6 separate regions of the Mus musculus genome follow, and all the other regions are linked to region 1. The links are chromatin contacts, called in public HiCAR-type and HiChIP or PLAC-seq maps. All regions are on one chromosome and are shown on one strand. The core of a region is the stretch at or near the end of the contact, and the rest is flanking DNA. Distances in the headings are between cores, read along the strand shown. Region 1 holds the start of Nufip1 (nuclear fragile X mental retardation protein interacting protein 1). Region 2 has its middle 48 kb from the start of Lacc1. Region 3 has its middle 85 kb from the start of Lacc1. Region 4 has its middle 94 kb from the start of Gm30365. Region 5 has its middle 76 kb from the start of Gm30365. Region 6 has its middle 37 kb from the start of Gm30365.

The links. HiCAR-type assays count read pairs that join an accessible place to other places. HiChIP or PLAC-seq counts read pairs in DNA pulled down with a chosen protein or histone mark.
Region 2: an H3K4me3 HiChIP or PLAC-seq map of bone marrow-derived macrophages shows a contact between it and region 1, with 7 times the contacts expected there. The contact joins the enhancer-like site here to the promoter of Nufip1 in region 1. A contact is called at or near these places in 8 of 115 datasets of contacts at active chromatin or transcription factors (acute myeloid leukemia, bone marrow-derived macrophages, embryonic basal ganglia and 4 more) and 1 of 9 other capture datasets (adipose tissue).
Region 3: a HiCAR-type map of astrocytes shows a contact between it and region 1, with 2.2 times the contacts expected there. The contact joins the enhancer-like site here to the promoter of Nufip1 in region 1. A contact is called at or near these places in 1 of 39 promoter capture datasets (hippocampal neurons) and 6 of 115 datasets of contacts at active chromatin or transcription factors (acute myeloid leukemia, astrocytes, bone marrow-derived macrophages and 3 more).
Region 4: a contact with region 1 is called in an H3K4me3 HiChIP or PLAC-seq map of bone marrow-derived macrophages, with 5 times the contacts expected there. The contact joins the enhancer-like site here to the promoter of Nufip1 in region 1. A contact is called at or near these places in 1 of 39 promoter capture datasets (hippocampal neurons) and 4 of 115 datasets of contacts at active chromatin or transcription factors (acute myeloid leukemia, bone marrow-derived macrophages, craniofacial prominence and 1 more).
Region 5: a contact with region 1 is called in an H3K4me3 HiChIP or PLAC-seq map of bone marrow-derived macrophages, with 4 times the contacts expected there. The contact joins the enhancer-like site here to the promoter of Nufip1 in region 1. A contact is called at or near these places in 4 of 39 promoter capture datasets (the 3T3-L1 cell line, hippocampal neurons and liver), 3 of 115 datasets of contacts at active chromatin or transcription factors (bone marrow-derived macrophages, cardiomyocytes and fetal liver) and 1 of 9 other capture datasets (adipose tissue).
Region 6: a FOXA1 HiChIP or PLAC-seq map of pancreatic cancer cells shows a contact between it and region 1. The contact joins the enhancer-like site here to the promoter of Nufip1 in region 1. A contact is called at or near these places in 2 of 39 promoter capture datasets (hippocampal neurons and stem cell-derived epiblast-like cells), 1 of 484 Hi-C or Micro-C datasets (cerebellum), 10 of 115 datasets of contacts at active chromatin or transcription factors (astrocytes, bone marrow-derived macrophages, cardiomyocytes and 7 more) and 1 of 9 other capture datasets (liver).

What each region holds. Positions count from the first base shown.
Region 1 is chr14:76,109,553-76,112,188 of GRCm38.p6, forward strand. It overlaps Nufip1 (nuclear fragile X mental retardation protein interacting protein 1), which reads left to right and starts at 1,339. Exons shown (of 10, transcript NM_013745.5): 1 at 1,339-1,774; 2 at 2,372-2,445. The coding sequence starts at 1,381. It overlaps Gpalpp1 (GPALPP motifs containing 1), which reads right to left and starts at 1,263. Exons shown (of 8, transcript NM_026177.3): 1 at 1,065-1,263. The coding sequence starts at 1,152.
Region 2 is chr14:76,987,533-76,990,168 of GRCm38.p6, forward strand. No RefSeq gene overlaps it. Among named protein-coding and RNA genes, the nearest start is that of Lacc1, 48 kb to the right of the region's middle. Within about 2 kb of position 1,324, at least 2 of the 459 cell types and tissues checked have an H3K27ac peak or open chromatin away from gene starts, as enhancers often do. A contact at or near this core is called in bone marrow-derived macrophages, where this site is marked.
Region 3 is chr14:76,950,245-76,952,880 of GRCm38.p6, forward strand. No RefSeq gene overlaps it. Among named protein-coding and RNA genes, the nearest start is that of Lacc1, 85 kb to the right of the region's middle. Within about 2 kb of position 1,332, at least 100 of the 459 cell types and tissues checked have an H3K27ac peak or open chromatin away from gene starts, as enhancers often do. A contact at or near this core is called in astrocytes and hippocampal neurons, where this site is marked.
Region 4 is chr14:76,930,381-76,933,016 of GRCm38.p6, forward strand. No RefSeq gene overlaps it. Among named protein-coding and RNA genes, the nearest start is that of Gm30365, 94 kb to the left of the region's middle. Within about 2 kb of position 1,286, at least 12 of the 459 cell types and tissues checked have an H3K27ac peak or open chromatin away from gene starts, as enhancers often do. A contact at or near this core is called in bone marrow-derived macrophages, where this site is marked.
Region 5 is chr14:76,912,711-76,915,346 of GRCm38.p6, forward strand. No RefSeq gene overlaps it. Among named protein-coding and RNA genes, the nearest start is that of Gm30365, 76 kb to the left of the region's middle. Within about 2 kb of position 1,346, at least 29 of the 459 cell types and tissues checked have an H3K27ac peak or open chromatin away from gene starts, as enhancers often do. A contact at or near this core is called in bone marrow-derived macrophages, where this site is marked.
Region 6 is chr14:76,873,898-76,876,533 of GRCm38.p6, forward strand. No RefSeq gene overlaps it. Among named protein-coding and RNA genes, the nearest start is that of Gm30365, 37 kb to the left of the region's middle. Within about 2 kb of position 1,329, at least 146 of the 459 cell types and tissues checked have an H3K27ac peak or open chromatin away from gene starts, as enhancers often do. A contact at or near this core is called in liver and pancreatic cancer cells, where this site is marked.

The DNA of each region.
Region 1 (2,636 bases), core at 89-2,588:
CATAGTGGCACTCTTTGTAAGAGTTAAAAACAAAAACAAAACCAGAATCTACCCAAATGTCTGTTACCTGTACAATAGGTAAAGAAATTGCAGGGGATTTACCAAATTGAATTCACTCATACTTCTTCAACCTAACTGGGTAGAAATTTCCTTCCTAAAACAAAGAATAAAGGGAATTTTTAAAAATAACGGCACTAGAAATAAGATCTGGAAGGAAGAATCTGCCGGAGACATAGTCTCTGGGTAGCCAGAAAAACAAAGTCAGATCAACATTCTGTCAGTTTTGTTCTTTCCCAAGTAGAGTCAGCGCCGGCCTTCAAACTGGAACAAACACTAAAGCCGGAAAAGCATGAAAGAGTGTGCGAGGTATTGATGTGGCATAGATGCATGTTAAGGTTGCAAGACACAGTGAATTGGTGGAGACTGAGATATCCACAAATTAGTTGAACAGAATGTGTTAAATATTAGCGTAACTGGGGAGAGGAAAACCCGGAGGAAGACGTGACAATGCTCGGGAAGGTGACGCTTAAACTGGTATATGAAGGACGTTTTGTCAGGCATTTAAGTACAACCATAGCACCCCCAAAAGTCTATCGTCAAAGCATAAACTCGAACTGTGTGGGCACTGGGCTGCTGTGTAAGATGGAATGATAGAATGAGGTCGGGAAGTCAGGCCGGGGAGGAGAGAGGCACAGGATCTTTGGCAAGAGTCTTGTAAATCTGAAGATATAGAGATACTAGGTTCTAACTTGGGCTTCATCACGGACTAGCTGCGTGTCTTAGGCACCGATTCATCAGCCGCTGTCATCATTTGTAACACATGCACCATCCATCATCTTTTCTTATACAGTTGATGGAAGGGTTAAACAGACGACCGGACGAAGATTGATCAGTTAGCACAGTCCTATTCGTAATAATAGCAAATTGGGACTGTATAGTCATTTTAACGATGATCGGGTCCCAAACACTCAGGCGTTGCCCAGCTTTTCCCCCAGGGCGGACCGCGCCCACTCCACGGTGGTCGCCAGTCCTTCCCGGGAGTGCAGACGCCCGCTGCTGCTTACCCGGGCTCGGGTCCCGTTCCTCGTCCTCAACTGTCGCGTGCTCCTTGAAGCCTGGCGGCAGTGCCGGCCCGATCAGGTCCCTAGCCATTCGCTGCGACGCACAGTCGCTCAAAGCCCAAGCCAACCTGCACACGCAGTTTAGCTAAACCCAGGCTGGACGGTGTAGACCAGGATTTGCTGCAAGGCCCGAAGGTTTTTCCGGCTTTGTCTGATGACGTAAGCCCGCGATGGGCTCATTGGCCAGATTACTGTAACGGAAGTGACGCTTAATGATAGTTCCACAGTTGCACTTTGGGCTCGCTGCTTGCTAGGTGGCATGGCTGAACCGGCACCCGCCGTGTGGCCTTCGGCCCCGGATCTGACTCCCGCGCCCGGGACTCCGAGCGAAGCTGCGCCGCCGCGGGACAACTGGGTGTACTGGGCCATGCTGCCGCCGCCACCACCTCCTCTGTCGTCCCCAGTGGCGGGCTCGGAGCAGAGCCGGAAGGGACAGCCTCACGTGCTGCCCCAGCCTCCCTCCGGAGCGCTTCCACCGTTCGATGCTCAGATTCTTCCCGCGGCGCAGCCTCCTTTCGATGCCCAGGCTCCGCCCGATGCTCAATCTCAGTTCAGCGGCCAGCAGGCCTGGAATTTGCAAGCCTCCACGCCTTGGTACTGGGGATTGTCTCCTAATGGTTTTTCCACGTACCACACGTCTTACCAATCTCCGGGTAAGCTGCAGTTCCTAGTGGCCCTACTTTACTTTCTCTTTCTTTCCTCTCCCAGCTTTCTCTTTTTATCTCTCAGCTTTGCGCTGTAGTTTTGGAGGCTGGTAATGAGTATTCAAAATGTGTCTCACTAGGTTTCCTGCCACCTGCTCATCCAAAATTTTATTAATTTAACCCAACTATAAAACTGGGGACTACTTGCATAGCAGTAAACAAAACATACAAAAATCCATACCTTTTGAGAGCTTCCTATCCCCTCAGTGTAGGAAGACGCGATACAGGAGATAAAACTAGGTATTAGGAAGTAATGATTGTATGTATGCATTAGAAAAGGATTGATTGGGGGGGAGGTGGAGAAATGGGTTGGCGATGAGACTCTATTGCTCTTGCAGAGGACCAAAGCTCGGTTCTCAACATCCACACTGGGCTCTCAACTGCCTGTAACTCCAGCCTCAGAGGAGCCGATAGCTTTCTTCTGGCCTCCAAGAGTACCTGCACTCCATGCTACCTACACAGTTTTTGTTTTTAATCTAAGAAAAAAATGATCAATAAACAATTGTACCTTTGCAATCTTAAATGAAACCCTCTTTTCTTTTTTAGTTACACATTCTTATTTTCCACGATCACATGATGCAAAATTCAATTTGCCTCAAAACAGAAAACAGAAAACGAAGGTAATTCCAAGATGATAAATGTGGCCTTTTGAACTTGAATGTTACTGCTCTATATATTAAGTTGTAACTGTCAGTGTTTCACATCTGTGGTGGACATGGAGAGCTTTACTTGGGTAGTATGTTTAAGGAACTTAATTATAAGTAAAATGTTGAAACAAAATAGTATTGAAAAATAAATGATGAAATTATAG
Region 2 (2,636 bases), core at 74-2,573, 880 kb after region 1:
CGATTGCAGCTTCCACTCCCTCCTCTCCTCCTCTTCCCCACCACCACCCATTCATTTCTCCTCAGAAAAGGGCAGGTCTCCCACAGATATCAACCGGCCTTGCCACATGAAATTGCAGTAAGAACAGGCACAACTTCTTTTGAGGTAGACAAGGCAGCCCAGTTAGGGAACGGGGATCTAAAGGCAAGCAATAGAGTCAGTGACAGCCCCTGCTCTGACTTTCTGAGTCCCACATGGAGACCCAGACCCAGCTGTACAACTGTCACATATGTGCAGAGGTCAATCCCAGACATGCTCACTTGGTTGTCAGTTTAGTCTCTGTGAGCCCCTATGGACTTTTTAGTGGTAACCATTCTGACTAAAGTAGGCTGAGATGAAATGAAAAAGTAGTTTTATTTCCCTGGTAAATAAGGTTTTGTGTGTGTGTGTGTGTGTGTGTGTGTGTGTGTGTGTGTGTGTGTGTGTGTTTTCTTTATCATTTCAGAGCTGTTCGTTTCTTTAGCCCAATTGTTGTTTGTGTTGTTGGGGGTTTTGGTTTGTAGCATTTTAGTACTCTGCGCATTCTATATAGTAATCGTCTGTCAGATGCAGAGTGGAGAGGCATCCTTCCATTCTGTAGACTGCCTCCTCTCTGTTATTTCTTTGCTTTGCAGAAGCTTTCTAATCTCATGCAATTCCATTGGTCAATCCTTGGTTTTGCTTCCGGATCTGTAAGTAAGATGTGCCTGTTCTTACTGCAATTTCATGTGGCCAGGCTGGTTGATATCTGTGGGAGACCTGCCCTTTTCTGAGGAGAACGGAAGGAGTGAATGCCCTCTCTTGGTCCTTGGCTGTGTTTAACGCCTGACATGCTTTTCTCTGACACTTTTGGAGTTTCAGATTGTACATGAAGTCATTTGATCTATTTATTATTGATTTGTTATCTGTTGAGTGAGAGGACTAAGTTTTGCAGCATCATTTATCGAAGAGTCTGTCTTTTCTCCCATATAGGTTTTATTGCATCTTCATCAGAAACCAAGTAGCTGTAGCTGTGTGTCTTTTTTCCCTGTTGTCTCAGCTGTGTTTTGGTCACTATGGCTCTGTAGTGTAATTTGACATTAGATACTGTGATGATTCCAGTATTGCTGCTTTTAATTGGGATTGCTTTGCCCATTTGGGGTCTTTTGTGTTTCTATGAGGATTTTCTGGGTTTGTTTTATTTTCTCCTTTAAAAGATATTTTCTTTTTAATTTTGTGCATGTGTGGGGGTGTATGTACATGAGTGTGGGTGCCTGTGGAGGCCAGAGGAAGATGTAAGATTCCCTGAGGTTTCCCCATTTTTTTTGTTCCTCATTTAATAATGTGCTGTTCAATTTCCATGCGTTTGCACAAAGTTCTGTGGTTTCTCTCGCTGTTGGTTTCTAGTTTTATTTACTGTGATTAGATAGAATACCAAAAATCATTTCAATGTTCCTGTATTTGTTAAGATTTGATTTATGACCTAAAATACAGCCTATTTTAGAGAAAGAACACTCCCATGCATTGGTGAGAATGAGCATTCTGAAATATTTGGTAGTCTGTTCTATAGATGGTTTTTTAGGTCCATTTGATATAGAATGTTGTTTAACTCTAATGCTTATCTGTTAATTTTTTTTGTCTTCATAGTTCATATATTGGAGCAAATGGGGTACTGAAGTCACCCACTACAGCTACGTTAAGGCCGATCTGTGTCTTAACATACAGTCCTGTTTATTTTATGAAAGTGGATTGCTGAAATCTAGTAAACACATACTGAGCTGCTGTATCATCTTAGTGAAATGTTCCCTTGATCAATATGAAGTAGCTGTTTTCTCTCCTCACTGCTGTTGGCTCGAAGCTTGCTGTGTATGATGACCTCAGTACACTGATAGCTGCTTGCTTCCTGGTTCTCTGTTCATGGAATGCCTTCTCCCATCCTTTTACTGTAAAGCTCTGTTCATTTTCACCAGTGAGGGAAAACAAATACCTCTTGCAGGCAAGAAATGGCTGGATCTTGAATTTTAATACAACCTGCTAGTCTGTATCATTTTATTGAAGAATTGAGATTACTAATGTTCAGGTGTATTGTGGAGCTGTAACCAGTCATCCATTTTTTGTAGTATTTGATATTTTCCTAATCATCATCTTTTATATTTAGTCTTCTTGTAGAGTTTAATTCTGCCTTGTAAACTCATAGATGTCTTTATCTTCACTGTATACATTTCCTCCAGGCATTCTGCTGGTATGGAGATTATACATTTCTTTGTTGTATGTTTATTGTGGAAATGTATTTCTTTCTCTTTCAATTATGAAGGATAGTTTTGCTGGGTAAAGTAATTTTGGTTGACATTATCTTTCAGAGATTAAAGCCCAGTATTGTGAGCCTCCTGGCTTTTAAGAGTTTCTACTGAGAATTCCATACTTACTCTTATGGGTATGGTTTTATATATAACCCAATGTCTGTCTGTCTGTCTCTCTCCTGCCAATATTCCTTCTCTGCTCTATACATGAAGCATTTTAACTACAATACAACATGAAGGGCTTCTTTTCTGGTGTTGTGTGTTTGTTACCTAAGGTGTCTCTGACCAAGCCTGCTCAGTCAGTCAACAGGTTCTCCAGTGCGGGAGTGAGGAGTGGGT
Region 3 (2,636 bases), core at 82-2,581, 840 kb after region 1:
CCAGAGAAGGGATGTGTGATTCCTAACCCACAGCAGCACACCTCTACAGAGCCTGTGTTCTCTCTTATCGACATCATAATAGGTGGTCTCTCCTCAGCATCCTTCTCTACTGTCAACCAAAAACTTTACTATCATTTGCAGAAGAGTCAGACCCCTCTGAGCCACCCCACCTCCATCTTCCCCCTTCCATGAGCAAATTCTTCACTGAACCATCATCTGAAAGATAAAGCACACCGAGGACATACTAAATGAACAAGAGTTCTTTGCTGTGTTGCAAAAGGAACAAAGGGTGTCTATGCGTTCACTCCACCATGACAGCGTTTTACCTTGTAACAAGTATGGAGCTAAAAATCACTGTCTATTCTAGAGACACACAGAGGTTCCTGCAGGGACGTGGACAACATTCTCAAGAACACTCACCTGGGTTAGAATTTCCCTGTGACCTTCTCTCTTCCCTTCTGTTGCTTTCTAGCTTCTGAATTATTCATGAACATGTTTTGTTTGCACTAGAAATTAAAAACTAAATAAATTCATCAAAGTGGACAAAGAAAAGTCACAGTGACATCACAGGAAACAGCACATGTGAAAAATTAAACAAAATTTGTGTGTGTGTGTGTGTATGTTTAGGTAAATACAGTTAAACTTTCTCTTCCTGTGTTCAACATCAACCAGCCCCACTAGTTTTTGCAATGATTTGAATTCCTCCTACATGTGAAGTTCTTAAGCTGATTATTTCACACATTAATTTATTTGACAACCCATCAACCCTGTTTAATGTGTGAGTGCACTGGGGTGTGACTTGGACTTCACTGATCAATTGCAAGAAATGTTAAACAGTCTGAACTAAAGTTTGATCTTTATTCATTCTCCCTGGGAATAGGGACTCAGCATCTACACATTTGTATCCCGTTCCATCTCTGTACTCCAGTGGTTCTCAACTTGTGGGTCGAGACCCTTTGGGGGTTGAATGATCTTTTCATAGGGCTCACCTAAGGTCATTGGAAAACACAGATATTTACATTACAATTCATAAAAATAGCAAAATTACAGTTATGAAGTAGCAACAAAAATAATTTCATGTGGGGGGGGGTCACCACAACATGAGGGACTGCATTAAAGGGTCATAGCATTAGGAATGTTGGGAACCCCCGTTCTATACTCACACATCCTTGTACTGCCTCCCCAATCTATAGCTGCTTTTTATTTTCCTTTTTATAATTCCTGAGCCACACAAGTTTCCCTCGAAGAGGAGGAGCCTGCCAGAGCAGTCTAACTTGTGACTCATGAGCTTCTCTTAGCTTGGGGAATTCTGCAGGGAGGTTTGCGACATATCCCTGCCAAGGTCCCTCACAGAACGTCAGTAGCCAGTGCCAGGCAGCTGGCACTCCTTGTTCCCTAGAAAGGAGCTTGTTAATCAGACTCTCCAACCACAAATGCCAAACTGTCCCCTTGCTCACTGCTGTTAAGTTCTATCCTGGGAGTTCCAGAAAGCAGAATGTGTCACCTGACAATTATACTTACACATCAGCGTTCCTTTGGGACTGGAATTAAATAGCCAAGTCCATTCTAGTTGTGGGCTAAAAGCAGATTTCTTTGTGAGGAGAAAGGAAATAGCTACTCCTTAAAGCCCCAAATGTCCTTGAACTCTTGGAGAAGTGATTGGAAGTAGGCGTTAGTAGGGAAGCTACAGAAAAGCCATCAGAGGAAAATGTTTAAAGAAAGTCACTGACAATTCTCTATGGCAGGACAGGACTCAGTGATATTATATAATTATCAAGCAGCATTTCAGCAACCGTAGCAGAGCGCCTGTCTCAGTCTTTTTAGTCTAGTGAAACTTGTCTTTTTATTCTCTAATGAAGAGGCCCTGTGTGCCAACATGGGTAGATGAGCCTGTTGAACGAGAGCCTCGTGTTTGACAGGATCCTTGCTTTCTCAGGTTCTAGTCTGACTTAGGAGGTATTGCGTTATGGCCTCATAAGGGAAAAGACCAATTTGCCAAGAACTCCAGGTTCTTCCATCCTTGAGAGCCCAGCTCGGTGGAGTCATTGTGTTCCCTGTGAAGTCTTCCTGGTTGGCTTTCCTCCTAGATGTCTCTCTGTGGATGTAATCACACTGTATGCCTCTCTGCCACCTCCCCATCACAGTTACTGCTCTGTATTTATACTATGATTCTTCATTTACTATCCAACACCACTCAAGGATTTAAACTTACATGGCAACATAGGACCAAGAGCTTTTTGTTAATCTTTTTTTCTCATGCTTCATATGTTTGATCATCATTAGTGCTCAATAATTTCACTTCCTGTTGAGAGGATGACTGATTTAGGTGGTTATTGTTAGAGGAATAAAGGGGCCAAAGCAGAGAAGATAAAAAAATGTCCAGACCAAAGTTACCATGAAGGCAGAAAAAGATGGGACCCGTAGATTCTTCCTGTTTGATTTAGAAATAGAAGGTGGGTCTTACCAGAAGTGCAGAGATGGGGGATTCTTGCTGCTCTGGTGGCTGTGGTGTAATATGGTGTCAGGTGTCAGGGTGGAGTATGGAACTTGTAATTGAGAATGGTGTAGGTTATACTCTGGGTCTGGTTGCTTCACTTTAATGCAGTGATTGGCATTAGACCTAGTCTCGATGTTCT
Region 4 (2,636 bases), core at 36-2,535, 820 kb after region 1:
ATCACAACTCAGAAAGCTGTCATCTGGTAGCCAGGCCTTTAACACATGAGTCCTTTTAGAATCAAATGGTAGCACAGCCCAATGACCATCACCTCAGAGAAGAAAGGGGCAGAGATGGATACGAACCAAGAGAAACAAAGAGCAATAGGAGGAATCCTTGCGTTAAGCCTTTTCCTACTACGGTGAGGTCTGCCATGCTCTACTTGGCTAAGGGAGTATCCATTTTAGGAGGGAAATGGCTACATGCTGGAGGATAAGCAGACTAGAGAGGAATTCTGGTGTTGTCATTTATATTACTTGTCCCCCTGAAATTTCTTGTCAGAGGGCAGGGTTGCTTCACAGATGAGAAATGAAGAAGGGCTTACGCAGTGGAGGGGGATGAGATAATTAGATGAGAACACATACGTTTTATTCTCAAAATATGGAGCATGAATAATTAAGGGATGGAATGTGAATAAATACAGACATTACAGGCTCCTCTAAAAATTAGATTCCTACTGCTTGAAGTCATTTTAATAATCTTGTGGTTTATTCTATAATGTATTTTCCAATTGCTCTCAAGGGCCCCAAGGCACAAATACAATCCAATCGTTCAGCAAGGTTCTCTAAACAATAGAGAATAGTAATAAAATAGAAACTGGCTGAATCTAGCTATAAGCCACATTGAGGTAACTCTTTGCCCTTCTATGGCATTTGCCTTGAAGAGCCTGGCCTCTGGGTGAGGATTAATTAAATCCCACAACTGCAAGGAGGGGCGAAATTCCAGATGAGTACAATTAAACCCTGTTATAAGCACCTCTTCATTCACAGTTGGAATATACCTGGGTCAGGTTATGCCTTCGTGTGCATGAGAATGTAGGACATGCCTTTCCCTCTCTAGTCCTGAATGCTTCTAACACAAGGCTCTCCACTGCCCATGCAGACTGACTGTTTGACTCTCTCCCATGATGCCCGTTGGTTCTCCAGTAGCAGGTGAGGTCTATGGAATCCTACATGTAAAGTATTACAGAATTTGACAAAATGATACTGTAGCTAAGTTCCCAAACCAAACTGGGTTTCATTCCTCCCATCCATCTTCAATCAAAGAATTGAACAAAATGTTCCCTGTGCTGTGGGAACAACAAAGCTTGAAGAGAGTGGCCTTTCTGCCTTCAGTATGGGATTTTACTTCATTGAAGACTTTGTTTATAGATGAAATTCCTCTTTGAGTGTGTTTTGAGGTCTGCTTGACATATGTTCTTAAGGAGCTGGACTGAGAGCTCAAAGCAGGAAGTGGTCAAATATCTGTCACATGCTATTATCAGGGCTTTGAGTCACAATGATTCTCCTTTGCTTTGAACAGGCACTTTCAATGGAATACAGCTTGGAAAGGGAGCCCTGTGGCCTTCCGTTCCTCCAGCAATCATGTCTCCTGTCTTCTCAGCCAACTTAAATATGACCCCCCCCCCATACCCCAGAGCACCGATCAGCTTTCCTGAATATCATAAACTATGTGCAGAACTTGTGGTTTTCAACTTTATGGTGACATCTAAAACTATACTCTCTATGCACCTGGAATGGGTAGAATGTATGGCTTAACAAAAAAACATAGTAATGTGTAAACAAAAAATCAAATTGAATGTATCAATTGTTCTAACATGGCTTCAAACAAGCTTAGACTAGGCCAACTGAATATGAAGAGATTTGGATTTTTTTTTCTCCACGTGAATTTATTGTGTGTGTGTCTATAGGCCTGGAGCATGAAGGTCAGAAGACTGTGTGTGTGTACGTATGTCCACATGCCCACAGGCTTGGAGTGTAGAGGTCAGAGGATAATGTACAAGTGGGGGCTCTCTCCTTCCACCAAGTAGGTCCTGGGGATCAGACTCAAGTCATCAGGCTTGGTGGCAAGGGCCTTTACTTGCTGAGCTATCTCCAACACACCCAGAGATTTAGAGAGGAGTGATCTGCAAAGGTTTTGGGGAAGCCAGAAACATCAGGGGATGTTTTCAATGGGAAAATCTGAAGGAGTGAAGATGCTAGCTACCAAGGAAAAAGCTCCTCAGAGTGGCATAAGCCCACCAAGAGGACCCGTGAGCATGCAACTGTTTGCTTGACTGAAGAAGGCATAGTAAGTCCTAAGTATGAGCTTTACTCAAAGGTTCTCCAGAAAGCTGAAGAGCAAGTTTATCCTTGCAAGATCTGATTCCATTGCCTCCAGAGTTGTATATTACAGACCCTTAGTCAGCCCCTTTGGTTTGATTGTTAACAATAGATAGAATTTCTACATCACCAAATCTCTAAAGACCAGTGTATTGATAGGTGCTATACTTCTCACAGGAGGAAAGAGCCAGAAAAGTGACATTGTAGAAGTTGTTACTGAGCAAGAAGCCACCTCAGATGTGGAAGATACCTACAGGTAGCTCTGTCAGCAAAAACAGCAGGTCAAAAAAAGTCCACATGTGACATTCAAAGGTTGGGATGACAAGGAGCTATGTGCTACTGTACGACTGCAATGCCTGCCTCTGAAGGTGCCAGCAGTTCTAAAACCAGGGCCAGCCCACATCCTCAGGTAGATGAAAACAGTTACCATTATATTCACATTACCCAGCAAGCTCTAAAGATCATGGTGTGAATGAGGTCAGTTGAGGTCTAAA
Region 5 (2,636 bases), core at 96-2,595, 800 kb after region 1:
TTCTTGCTCTCTGGCTTGTCTCAGGTTCCAGCTGTTCCCTCGTCCAGCAAGTGTCCTTCCGGCAGACCTTTCTAAATAGAGCTTGTTGTGGGTCTGTGGCTGTCTTAGCTTCCACACAGCCTCCTCCCTTTGCCCTTTCCTCCCCCACTGGGACTGTGGTGTTTTCTCTGGGTCAGGCCCAACCTGTGGCCTCCCCACAGCAAGGGCCTATCTTCCTCCTGCTGTCTTCTTCCTGTGCCTTTGCTTTAACTCAGTTTCCCACTTCCCCTCTTCTCTTATCTCCATCTGGCACCCATCACCCTTGACTTTTACAACTTACGGACTTGGATTTTTGCAAAAGAAATAATATCCCCTTAAAACAGAGTGTAGCAAACATTGTGTCTCTTCTTTTGGAGCAATGTGTCATTGTGTGAATTTGGATTCACTGCAGGTCACATCCTGCTCTTTAAGTTGCATCTCTGTGTAGCCTGTGAGGGTTTCACCCGAACATTGTCTTCTGACAGCAGCATAGTAAACACATGGCGCCTTTACTTCCAGGTCTAGACTTTTAAAGGTGATGTGACAACATGGGGTTTGTTCTCTGCTGTAGGCAAGACAATTCATGCTATTTTTATGCTTCCTCTAGAATCTTTTCCCAATTGTTGCTGTCTCTTCACTCTGTAACTGCCTTCAGAGGGTCTCCAGGCAGCATCAGGCTGGCCATCTTCCTTGGGCCCTACTTTCCTACTTTTTTTTTGCCTTCTCAGGACTGACCAGCATTGCTCATCTCCACTAATGGCTGTTTCAGGTAGAGCAGGAAGGTTCATAAAACAAATATGTTTGGCCTCATCGAGGGCATACAATACTGAAACCTGGAGGCAGACATCAAACAGTATATATAATACAGTATGCAAAGCACTAACAAGCAAGTTGCTAACTAACTGGATGCAAATTAAGAAATTGTCTAGTGTTGATATGGGCGCTATCACTAAAGGTCCAGGATAAAAATGGAAAAGAGTAGGAAGAGGTGTGAAGTCGTAGGCTGCCTTGGTGTTGGAAGGGAGCTCAGGTAGACTTCACTGAGAACGGAACAACTAAGTGGAAGCTTGGAGGAGGTCAGAGGAGCCCTAGCACACGACTGTACTAGGGTGTACTAGGTAAAGGGACAGCTGGCTCTGAGACCCAAAGGGCAGCCTGTCTCTTCGCAGCCTAGGAGCCCGGCACCTCAGAGACAGTTGGGTGGAGGGTTGGAGGGATCAGGAAGCTAGGTCCCTAGGTTTACTACACTGTCCTGTGACTTCTGTCATTATGCTCTGAGCTGAATGGCCTCACTTCCTTTGTTTCCTCTCCAGCAGGCTTAGCCCTGCCCAGTCTCTTCTGAGTTGTCTTCAGGTCCTGCTTCCTCATCCTGCCCTGCCTCCTCACCACCACACACCCATCCCCTTGGGTTCTGCTGTACAGCCAAGTCCCCAAAGTTTTCCCAAGCCTCCACTTTCTCATCACTACTTGTTAGCTGGTGTCTTACTAACCTCATACCCGGTAGGTAATGCAACAGCTCTCCCAGTACCATCCTTAACCCCTGGAGAGTTTTCTGCTTCCTAGTGGAGGCTCATGTCTTGGCGACTGTTAGATCACGGGCCTGACACTTTAAAATGCATCCCCCATGGTCCTGAATAAGATGCTCTTTCACTTAAATAATACTGAAGAAGAATTGTCACCAGCTTCCTTCTCCAGGAACCAACCAAACCAGTCTCATTATGTATTATAATAGCTGCTGGTATTTAAAATCGGCTCTTACCATCACCCTTCCTATCTCTCTAGCATCTGTGTTGTACCTCTATCACTAAACAGGACTGTAAGTTTAACTACAGTTTGCAAAGCCACACGTAGAGAGCTTTATTCCATCTTCATACTAGTGTAACTAAACTATATTTTCAAAAGCGAATCTGCAAAACACATGACTTATTTTTGCCTGATACTAAAACCCCTTAGAAACTTGTGGCAAAGAGAAACCCCCAAGTATAGAATACTAGATAATGTAAATAAGGTTTTGTTAAAACAGGTTCCAGCAGGCTAGAATCTGGGTGATAAGCCCTTCTTTTGGTGCCAGGAAGTTCTTGTGCCCCTTGCCAGGTCTTCCCTGGCATTTGCTCATCACTTTGATGAGTTTGCAGCTCTTGCCTGGGGTCATAACTCAGCCCTCTTATCACAGATTCACCCAGAAAAGAATTTGAGTAATGAGTGAACCCCCTAAAAGCGATTTATTCGGCACTACCCGCCTACACCCCTACTTGTGCAAATGTTATGTATCTTCTAGATCCATACAATCCTTGTAAATTTCTGCTACTTCAGATTCTCTCTCCCTCTCTGTGTGTCTCTCTCACACACACATACACATGTGTGTGTACATGCATGCACACTATCATTTACTGTGGGTTTTTTTTTAGCAGTAACAAGACATAGGTTATCTCCTCTGTCTCCCCCACCCCCACCCCTATCTCTCCACCTAAAAGCTGTCTTTTAACCTGTAATATACTTATTCAGAAACAAGCATGGCCGTTTCTTCTGACGAGAGAGCTCCATTTCTCCCTCCCACAGGCACCATCCACCTTAGAGAACGTAAAGATTTTTCCATTCCTCTTTCTACGCATGTCCAC
Region 6 (2,636 bases), core at 79-2,578, 760 kb after region 1:
TTTCCTGACATTCTTTCTCCTCAGCTATACTTCCTCCTTGAAGAAGTGATGAGAGTCTCTGATACTTTTAAGTCTGTTGTTGGCATTTCTTTGGGAACCATGCAATGGTAGGTGTTAGGCGGTGGACATACATATAACCACTCGTTATTTATTTAACCTCACACCCATTGTAGACAGCAGAGAACCGAAGGACTGAGTAATGACATCCACAACCGCAACACCCACAACTACAACAGCACTGATGGGGCTGTGCTTCGCAATACAGCTCTCAATACAGGCAGGTATCTGAGGGACAAATGGGAGTCGCAGGAAAAGGAGCTCTGGTTCCTTCCCTCAGTTGGCATGGCAGCTCACGTCAAGTACAGTGGCGTTGTATCTGCCTATCGCCCAAGTTCCCCTACTAAAAAAATGCAAACAGTCAAACCAAGACAAAGAAAATGATTCAATAATGATGGCTGCTTGTCCCATGCTGATCAGTCAAACTGAGAAACAAATCAATTCAGGTCTGGCAGAAGTCCCCGAATGCTGCCGCTTTTCTTGTTATTTTGTTTTGTTTCTTGTTTTTTTGTTTGTTTTTGTTTTTGTTTTTGTTTTTTGTTTTTTTGGTTTTTTGTCTAGTCTTTTTAAACTTTGAATTTCTTCTGTGGCTCTTCATTCCTGCCCAGGGAAGCTGCTTGAATCTTGTTATCCCCATATCCTTTTTCAAGTTCTCCCAGTATTATTTAGTGCATAGGACTGAACACAAGGGACGGCTCCATAATTCCTTCCACAGTCAGCTCCAACCTTTCTTTCTACAGATGCTTCGTTCAGACAGCCTCGTCCAGGAATCAGGTCAGAGCCGTACCAGAGCTTGGCTGCTTCTCTGGAAATGCGGAGTGAACCACAGGATTTTTAGCAGAGCCTGTTTCAGCCAGTGATTGGAAATGATGAAGTGCTTTCAAGATCAGCATCTCAGATCACTCGTTTATGGTTGGCCTAGAAATGAATCATTTATTTTAGGTCTGGGCCTTAAGGGGAAAAAAAAAAAGCAAAATCAAAGCTTGGATGCTTTGTTTTCATGGTTCTCCTTATATCAGGCAAGGAGAAGAGGGAGGGCACTGTGGGCTTTAGTGGGAACGGCAACACAGCACTATTTCCCTTCCTTTGTTGGTAACATTTTCCTAGCTGCATCCACTTCCATTTTATGACTCAATTTACTGTGTTTAAAATTACACCACATTCTTCCTGCTATGCTTAGGTCAACTATACGTACTGTGTATACAGTGGGAAATTCTTCCTCACAGTGCTGGAGAGTGCTATGGCCTTTGTATTTGTGTCCTTGTTGCCATGGTGACCAGAAAAGGTTAAAGCCAGGGCCTTAGAGAGTAGAGTGGCTAAGCAAATAGCTATGACTCGGTGTGCACCTCAAGATGAGGATTAAAATGTCCTACAACCGCTGTCATAAAATTCACTTTCCATTTCTCTCGTGTGGGTTATTGCCTGATATACATATTCTCAAAACCATCTCACTCCACTTGGCCCTTCCTCTGTAAGGTACAGCTTCATGGCCATGTCTCTCTGACGATAACCTCTGCAAATCCAGGAGCAAAGCTTTATATCCACATGTGAAGAAGACACACCGATGAGAATATCAACAAGCCAGCCTATCTTCTTTGTGCCCTCCACTTTAAATCCATTTAGATGAGAATAATAAAGCATCACCCCTGTTTGTTTAAGAGGTTGCTAAATAAACTTGGGCAATGCTTAATAACACGGACTGTGTTAAACATTTACCAGCTGTGAGCACACAGACTCGCCTTTATGTTGGGCAATGATCCCCAGAGCCCCAACTCAATATTTCTTTATATACTTTAGCTGCCCTTGAGTTGAACTTAAAGGGCTTGTTTCAAAATTAACTTTGCATATAGGTAGAGAATGTCACACTTGCCAGGCCCAGGGCTGTCACAGCATGAAGAAAAGAGACCATTTTCTATTTCTAGTTTCAGGTTCAAAAGTAGGCTCGGGAAAGAACCTTCATTAAGTACTTTCCTGTCCCCTCTGCCCATTGCACAAGAGTAACAGTATATCCAGGCCCTTCAATTCATTGTTGAACTTTTAACTTACTTAGTACCTAAGTTTTCCACCATCTTGGTTTTTTTGCAATATATTTTCATGCTGCCAATATAATGGACATTAAGTCATAGGTTTACATTTAGGTGCTTATTTCCTGCTTTTAATGTAACTTCATACTTACTACATTAGCAAATCAAAAATATTTTAGCTTCTATCCTGGCCCCTGTTCTGCCATCTGGTGGACAAATGAGGAAGGGATGGGGATTAAATAATAGACACGTAGTTTTTCCTTTATGGGACCTGTAAGTGCGTCTATCAGCAAGTGTTTAGGGGGTGTTATTCATCAAACGGTGCCCAGGAAGGCACACAATCAAATGTCCTACTCTAGGGAATAACCGGTCCATTCGGTTCCTAGGAAGACTATGACCGGTTATGGAATCGACAGCCTCTTGTCTGGGTTAACAGAACAGTCAGTAAAATGCTTGCCTTACAAAGAGGGCCCTGACTTTAATACCTAAAACCCGTTAAAAAAAATAGCTCAGCATAGTGGCTTAGATGCCTACTAGTGTGGGGGAAGAGAGACA